3 separate regions of the Drosophila melanogaster genome follow, and regions 2 and 3 are each linked to region 1. The links are chromatin contacts, called in public Hi-C maps. All regions are on one chromosome and are shown on one strand. The core of a region is the stretch at or near the end of the contact, and the rest is flanking DNA. Distances in the headings are between cores, read along the strand shown. Region 1 holds the start of Eip75B (Ecdysone-induced protein 75B). Region 2 overlaps Eip75B (Ecdysone-induced protein 75B). Region 3 overlaps Eip75B (Ecdysone-induced protein 75B).

Region 1 (2,700 bases), core at 158-2,657:
GAGGCGGCAATGTATTGACCTTAACACTGAACGACATCGCACACACTTGCATTGCAAAATAAGAACTTGAAATAGAATAAATCGAGCAAGAGAGCAGTGCAAATAAAAAGAGAGCGCCGAGAGAAATAGAGCACGTGAGTGTATGTGTGTTCAAGTTCACCCACACCAAGGCGAGTCTAACAGGGCGTCTACAGTTGAGCAAGCAGCGCTCTGTTAACGGGCTGCAGATCCCCTGTTAGCTTTCCTCCTCTGTTTTCTTGGGGTCTCTGCATTTCAGCGGAGTTGCCAGGGGGCGTTGGGTGGTGGGGCTGCGTTCTGTTTGCAGGGGGTGTGGCTCGCCTCTAATGAGGGTTGCAACTCCAGACGGAGTTTCATCCGAGTGGAATGAGTCAGACAGCCGGGGAATGGGTCCAAAAAAGGAGCTTATTCAGCAGGAAGGATAAGTGCTTTCGAGTTCGTTTTTTTTGGTCAATAAATTTAACCATCTAATTGAGGACTTAGTTACGCCTGATATCCGAGAGTTAAAGGTCATGCGACCCTTATACATGGTTTTGTGCAATATAAAATGATCACTTTTCTATCTTATGTTTGTCGGTTTTCGTATTGTTCTGTTTAGTTTAGCAACCTGCTTTTAATTTACTTTTAACTTTTAGGCTTTCGATTGTATGAACTGTTAAGTACTTCGCAAACCTTTGTTCAACTATTTCAAATTTTATATTTTTACTTTTTGCTTCGTTTATTATTTTAAAACAATTTGAGAGCATTTCTATGCACATTTTTCGTTCTTGATATTATTTGACCGTTTTTTATGCTTTCATGAGTCACATAATGCTTATACATATGTATATGCTTAACATCGTTCAGTTATGCGCAGTTAAGTGAATTTTGTTGAATGGTTCATGAGTTTAAGCATAAGTTTTCTATTTAAAGATAGATCAGTTTCACAAATCCTATATATAAAGGATTTCTGTTAGTTGAATTATTTTCAATGACGACGAGTGTTAACTTGCACACAATAATATGTTACACCATATTTTTTTATAGATATTTCTGTATTTAATATTGTCACAGCTTAAAATTTTAAACTTTGGCAATTGTTTGCACTATTCTGATTGTGATTGAAAAGACTGTCCTTGTGCTTCCCTTGTTACTTGTGATATTTATATAGCATCGAATTGGCACACAAAACTCACACAACTCTGCCTTAATCCAATTCACGTACAAAGAGTTCACCACTTATTCGGACGCATCACGCAGATACTTTTTGTATCTGCATTCAGAGGATTGCTATTTGTCCCGATCGAATTCTGGTGCTAACAAACGAAAGTTAACCGCCGATTGGTAAGACGATTGCGCAGAAGAGGAAAAGCGCGACAGAGGACGGAACGCGACGGTGACGGTGCGTTCCACATGACGTATTCAAAATGACTGAGACCAGACCGAGACTGGACTGCAAATTTTCGCAAAAGTGAAAAATTCTACTTTCAATATGAAAACGAACTGCGCTGTCGCCGTCGACGCCGACTGCGCTGCCTGGGCGGGAGTTGTGCAGCGGCAGCGCACTGTGGGTGTGGGTAAGGTAGGTCGTGGTATGGGAATGCACAGTGGCTACAGAGAGAGAAAAGGGAGAGCACCATCACCATTACAGAGAGTGATAGAGAGAAAGAGCAGAGCGGAAGGCCGACAGAGCCAGAACCTGCAGCGAATGCAGAGAACAAAGCGGAGCAGAGAAGTCAATGTACAAAGCAGATTGGGGGTGCAATGGACGCCGAACATGGAACTCAGGCGCGGACGTGTACGTCGCCACAGTGGATGCCCGCTAGAAAGAAATCGAAATCATGCTAATTTTTCAGTTTAAGAAATCTGAAATCTTGAAACTTGAAAAATTATTTAAACAATTAAACAACTAAACAAGTTCTTTAGAGCATTATGTTAATTTTTTTTTGGTTTAGCTAAATTAGAAAGAATTTTTTAGAAATTTGCTGATGTTTTCATGTGGAACATATGGAAGGTGTGTGTTGATTTCATCCTTTAATAACCCAAATATATTTTACTACTAGCTTGGAAAAAAATAAAAATCCCTACCAACCTATATTAAAATTTTTAGGAACTCATTAAATGATGAACTATCAATAAAAAGAAATAATAAAATAATCATTATCCAACTAGACAGGCCAAATTAATGATCTCGATATCGCAACATTTCAAGTTGCCCTGTACCGGGCTTTCCAAGCTTATTTCCATGTTTCTGACGTGTACAGTAGTACATATCGTGGTTCCCGCCTGGAGTGACTTGCCCCTTTTGCGTGCTTCTTTTGGGGTTGCAAAGTTTTGGCATTCCGGGAGTTGTCGTAGCACAGAAATTAAAAATAATTGCAAAAAGTCGGCGAGTGGGTGGATTTCTCGGGTTTTCTGATCCTGGTTGTCGGTCCCTGTCTGTCTGGAGTTGCAACCCCTCGGGCAACGAAATGAAAGCAAACTTCAGACTCTTGGACTTGGGGTGTGGAAAGCGAGTGGGTATCAAAGGGCCGCGAAGCAGAAAAGGCGAGAAAGGAGTAAGAGGACAAGCGGTTTCCTAGACACTCGATGGGCTACTTTTTGTTTGGTAAGGTCGGTCCCAGGCAGAGATACTTCCTTTATGAGCTTCGATTTTAGCCAGCATCGGGGGTTGCACTCTTATGGATCTGGCTTTCATTGTCT
Region 2 (2,700 bases), core at 60-2,559, 35 kb before region 1:
GTGAGGAGAAGGGGCTCAACTTAATGGAGAAACGCACTTTTGTTAGAGAATGGAAGGTTGCAAGCCGTGCAATGCAAAGCAGGAAAATTGAAACTTTTAATGAAATATAAAAGTTTATGCTTGCCCAATTAGTTTAGGAGACTTTGAAAAGGCAACATGTAAGTGTTATGATTTCAAGTGATCATATATTATTAGGAGTGCAAAATCATACACTGAATTTATGACAGGACAATTGCCTTCATTCAGAACTTTCCTTGTCCGGACTCAAAAAGTTAACCGCAACCACACATAAGTCGCTTGATCCGCTGACGTAGTTTCCCATGCATTCAACCTCTCACGAAACTCACTTAGTCATGCATATACATTTATAGAGCGCATAACCTTCAGTGTCTATTCAACTCTCGGGGAAATTCGTCCAAGGACATGAACTGTGCTCACCCCCAAAGCAATACGACTTCATGCAAATGGGACAGAAGGCGCCGATAAATGGTGACCCACCGTTTTATCACCTAAAATCCCCTTGCCCAGCCCTCGGCACCCACTAAACGATGACAAAGACAAAAAACGAAGGAAAGACAATTTTAAAATTTTAATTAAAACCGAAAATACCTGCAATGCAATTCAAATGGCTTTACAAATGGTCAGCCGACGGTGCTTTCAAAATGTGTGTAAGGATTTTGTGCTGCTTCGCTTGTGTGTGTGTGTGTGTGTCATGTCATTGTCCTGGATAAAGTGCAACGACTTTGGCCCTTCAAAACGTCACAAAAGTGCGTGAAAAGCTCAGAAAAGCTTTGAGGTGACTAAAAAGCTAACCGTTCTTCTTTGCTTATCAGGATTTGTGATATATTGCAATAAATTCAATAATGTACTATATAAGCTATGATAGTGTTTATTAAATAAATAATAAGAACAGAAAAATACATTTTTAAATATAATACCATATATATAATAACATAACATATACCATTTGCAAATTAATTTTTTTATAGATTTAACAATCTTTAAAATAGAATTTTTAACTCAAATTCCTACCAATGTAATTCTGTAAATACTTTAAACAATGCATCCACATCGTAAAAATAACTGTGATTTAAGCTAATATATGGGCTGCTATTCATTGTAATAACTGTGATAGGAAACGCATAAATATAGTTTCGATTCTCCAAGCAGCAGACAACAAAAGCGGGCGACAAAAGTTGTTCACACTCGTAAAAACACAAAGAGAGAAAGAGCAAAGAATATGAGCTAAGGGGGTGGATGTGGGCGAGAGTGTGAGAGAGAGTGCGTGAGTGTACGGCACTCTCAGATACAAACGCTCACACAGATACACACAGGCACACATACATGTGTACCACCGCGCACTGGGACAGCACTTGGCCCAGATTATTTTGAAGGTCGCGTATTATCGACGGTCGTTCACCTATTTACTCGGCAAACAACAAAAGCAACACACACAACAGCGACGCTGACGTCGACGTCGACTGCGGGTGGGCTTTTCGGCTGTTTTTCTCTGCGTCTGTTTCTTTCATATTTATGTATACACTATGTTTGTAAATTGATAAATATTCTGGTATATACAGTGAATGACTAGAAAAAATTTTGATATGATTTCTTGTTAAATCAATTCAAAATCGAATAATAAATTGATTAATAATAAAATCGAATCGAAGACAGATGCGTATCAATTACGTTTTAAGAAATTATATTAAGCCAATGAATCTAAGCGTGATATTCAGTTTAAATTAAAAAAGATTTTAAACTTTAACTTTATTAATAATGTGCTTAAAATATATCCCTTAGAGATCTTTGAACTTTTGCATTTATTTGAAATTCAGGTTGCTATGTAAATTCTTTTACAAAGTAATACTATATTTGATGAATGGCGTGTTTTTTATTTTCTGGTTCTAGAGCATCTACTGTAAAAATTTTGGTTTGCTTTATGTATATCGGTGTGTGCACATTTTTAACGCCAGTGTTCTCATATTATGTGTATATTTAATCAGCAGTTTCCACGAGTGTGGTTGCTTTTGTTGTTGGCGCAGCGCGTGCGACATTTGTTGCCGTGTTTATTGGGAAAGCTCTACAAAAAGGAAGCGGGAAAATTATGCGGAAAAGCTTTGCGAGGAAGTATTGAGGCAGTCCACAAACATTTGCACACATACGAATATGATATTCCTTATTTTCGTGTGTATTTTTCGGCAGTTAATGCGCATTAGGTGAGCCAGCGAAAAATAAACAAGTTCCTTACAAATACCAATACACTTAAGAAGTTAATAAACACAGAGGGTTCATCCGAAAAAAGGGCGTCATATTGTTGGTTTTCAATAAGCTAAAACATATGTGACACCTTAAAATTTAAGTGTAATGTGGTCGTTGGGTGGAAAGTTGTAGGTGACTAAAGAGTGGGGGAGCTTATGTATCTTCCATTTGCAAAGTAGGCCGACAAAAGCTTGTACACAGCTAGGTCATTAGGTCACAACTGTGCGAGCGAGATGGGATGTTTACAGAAACTGGAAAGTTGAGAGCGGCATTAAATTTAATCAGGAAATATCGCACACAAGGATACCAGCATACCAAGATCTAATATCAATCAAATCTGTGAACTAAACAAATCAATAAAAAAGTCAAGGGACTTCTATCTTACAACGAATAGTGCGTTGAACTAATATATATAATATATATATATATATAATATATATT
Region 3 (2,700 bases), core at 81-2,580, 61 kb before region 1:
CTACTCCACTGATCAAGTTGAACGACTCTTTTATAAATTTTTCCTTGTGCATTTTGTCGCTGGATTTAATTTGCCAAAAAAAAAAATCAAGCTTGCCATCGCAGGGGTAAGGTAAATACGATAAGAAAAAAAAAAAATAAAATAAAATAAATAAAAAGAAACTTCCCCGTATTAGTTGTTAACAATTTGGGCAAGTAGATTTTAGAACTCCGAAACCAGTTTCACATTGCGTAACTCCCCATTCTGTCTGTCTGTTCGTCTATCGCTCTTTGGTTTATCTATGTGTTTGAGTATCTGTATCTATATAATTAACGCACAATGAGAAGGTGCGTGAGCCCGCCGGTCTATCCGTCCGCCCGTCCGCGTTCATGAACTCGGTCAATTTGAAGGCCAACCATTTTGCGGCTTACGCATTGAAAATGTGTGTATTCCGCCTGTGTTGTTTTTTCTTTGTTTTTTTTTCTCGTTTTAGCTGTGCCGAATTTTTTTTATAGTGATTTTTCGTACTCGAGCAATTTAATTTTTTTGCGTGCCTTCTTTTTTCCGGCACTTTTGGTTGTTCTGGTAGGATTGTGTCGTTGATTACGCATAATTTTTGGGCTGGTTCATGATGTCATGGCGAAGGGGCGATGGGTACAAGAACGATCCGAATGTACATATGCATGATATGTATTCTGAAGGTTGCCCCCAGTGAAGACAAGGGACCCTATCGCTATTAAAATCGGCGATAAAATTAGGCTGGCAAAAATATCAGATTTGATAAATGATGTGAACTCTACACACCTTGGCAAGAGTATCTGAATAATTCAAATTAGATTTGTCATTTAAACTTATACAATTTAAGTAGTTTATATGTCTAGATATGCACTTGTTGGTTCAGTTTATACATTCCTATCAAGGTTCTTCACAAATATCGTGCAATAATACAAAATCTAATCGCACAGTTCACGTAATATTTCACTATTCTTTCGCTTTCTCAGACAGTTTCCCGTCTGGAAATGCCTTCGATTACCAGGTAAGTCCCAATAACACCTGTAAGTACAGTACTACCCCCTGAAGTTCATCACCCACGTGTAAAACTGATAAAAGCCGTAAGACATAATAGTTTTGGGGCAAAGCCTATGTCATAATGGCCACTAATCGGGCGTGTGTGTGAGAACTACGCGTACAGTGGAACCACATGCGCCTTATCGACGTAACCAGCCAGCAAACTTAAATAATAATAATAATAATAATAAACCCTCACACACACACACTAATGGGAAAGCAGTGACAGTTAGTCTCTTATCGGTGAGTCTTTGTTATCAGCGTCGAAACCGAAATGAAGGTCAGCAGCACAAATTCCTCGGCCCAGAGTTCTCTTATCTTTGTTCCTATATGCCCGTCTCTTTTCCACTGTCTATCTCCGTCTCCCTCTGAGCGCTTTGTTCCTCCGCGTCACTTTTTCGAATACCCTTTTTAATGAGGGTACCATGTTATATATGATTGTTTTCTAAATTAAGAAGAATGTTTATTTATTTTTAATATTTAATATTTAGCTTATATGTATGTATATATGTACGAGGCCAATCCTACTTCGATTTTTACAAAAATCATAATTCTTAGAAGTTTTTAAATTGATTTCGAACTTACTTATGTAAAAGAATATGGAAATACTTATTCTTTTTAATAACAATATAAGGGTATGTATATTCCATATTAAAAATGCTTTTTCTCTCATTCCCATATTTGTTGGTCCTCTTGTTTCTGATAAAAATAGCTAATAGAACAAGTCACAGTGTGTGGGCGGAAAAGGGGTAGCGGGTGTACAGGTGTGCTTATCAGCAGTTGATTTCTATTTATTCCGGACTCGCTGTATTTTCGTAGTTTTTGCAAAAGGTTAAGATTCGATAAGGGTTTTCAAGGTCCACGACAACTGATAGTTCGGGTACAGTTACATAATCTATGCAAAGCTTTCCCTGCCCACGCTTTTTATTAGCCAAGGTCGTCAGAATTTTTGCTCATGCGTTTGTGGTGTTGTTTTTATCGCCTGTTAGGAACTGCAAAAATTCTAAATAATACAGCCACATCTTGACCATGGCCTGGTCTCAGTTTGTTGAACTGCTTTCCTCCATTTCGCCACCACTTCCTCTTGTTTGCACGAGCCCATAAATAGTTATTAGTTTTTGTTTGCTGCATAAACAATTAGAGCCAAGTGCCAAAAATTATCAAAGAACCGATATGTGTTTAGACTTGCAAAAATTTCCATGGACTATGAAAAGTTCACAAAGGCTAAGGAGAAGGTCGAGAGGTCAAATGTTGTAATTTATACAATTCTTTAAACAATCTTTAACCATTTCTTTAAATCTTCTTTAAATTTAAAATAAATGAAATTAAAACGTGTGTTTTTAATACACATTAACCAGCACTAACTCGAATTTTCCATTTAGCCTGATCAGTGGGTTTCCTGTTTGCCGCGTCAAGGAAATTTCCAGAAAATGCTCCACGGCTTGATGCTCCACAGCATTTTCCATTTCCCCATTAAATCCTGTATACGTTTTTCACTCCCTCTCGGTTCTTTTCTGGTTCTGGGATTGTACTTGAACTCGTTTCTGGACCTCGTCTTCTGTTGCTTCTTGTTGTTTGGTTTATCTGCTTCGTGAGCGATTCGAGTCGGTTCTTTTCGGTGGTTTTTCTATTGCCGCCTCTCCCGGGCACCAG

What was found. A called contact is a pair of places that touch in the nucleus more often than the background predicts.
Region 2: a Hi-C map of the Kc167 cell line shows a contact between it and region 1, with 3 times the contacts expected there. A contact is called at or near these places in 76 of 107 Hi-C or Micro-C datasets (the Clone 8 cell line, the D17-c3 cell line, the Kc167 cell line and 27 more) and 5 of 7 datasets of targeted methods (the Kc167 cell line and the S2 cell line).
Region 3: a contact with region 1 is called in a Hi-C map of the Kc167 cell line, with 6 times the contacts expected there. A contact is called at or near these places in 4 of 107 Hi-C or Micro-C datasets (the Clone 8 cell line, the Kc167 cell line, embryo and 1 more) and 1 of 7 datasets of targeted methods (the Kc167 cell line).

The regions. Positions count from the first base shown.
Region 1 is chr3L:18,063,289-18,065,988 of dm6, forward strand. Eip75B (Ecdysone-induced protein 75B) reads right to left here and starts at 1,408. Exons shown (of 8, transcript NM_001259893.2): 1 at 1,223-1,408.
Region 2 is chr3L:18,028,367-18,031,066 of dm6, forward strand. All of the region lies in intron 3 of Eip75B (Ecdysone-induced protein 75B), which reads right to left. Among named protein-coding and RNA genes, the nearest start is that of lncRNA:CR45922, 8.6 kb to the right of the region's middle.
Region 3 is chr3L:18,002,006-18,004,705 of dm6, forward strand. All of the region lies in intron 3 of Eip75B (Ecdysone-induced protein 75B), which reads right to left. Among named protein-coding and RNA genes, the nearest start is that of lncRNA:CR45921, 22 kb to the left of the region's middle.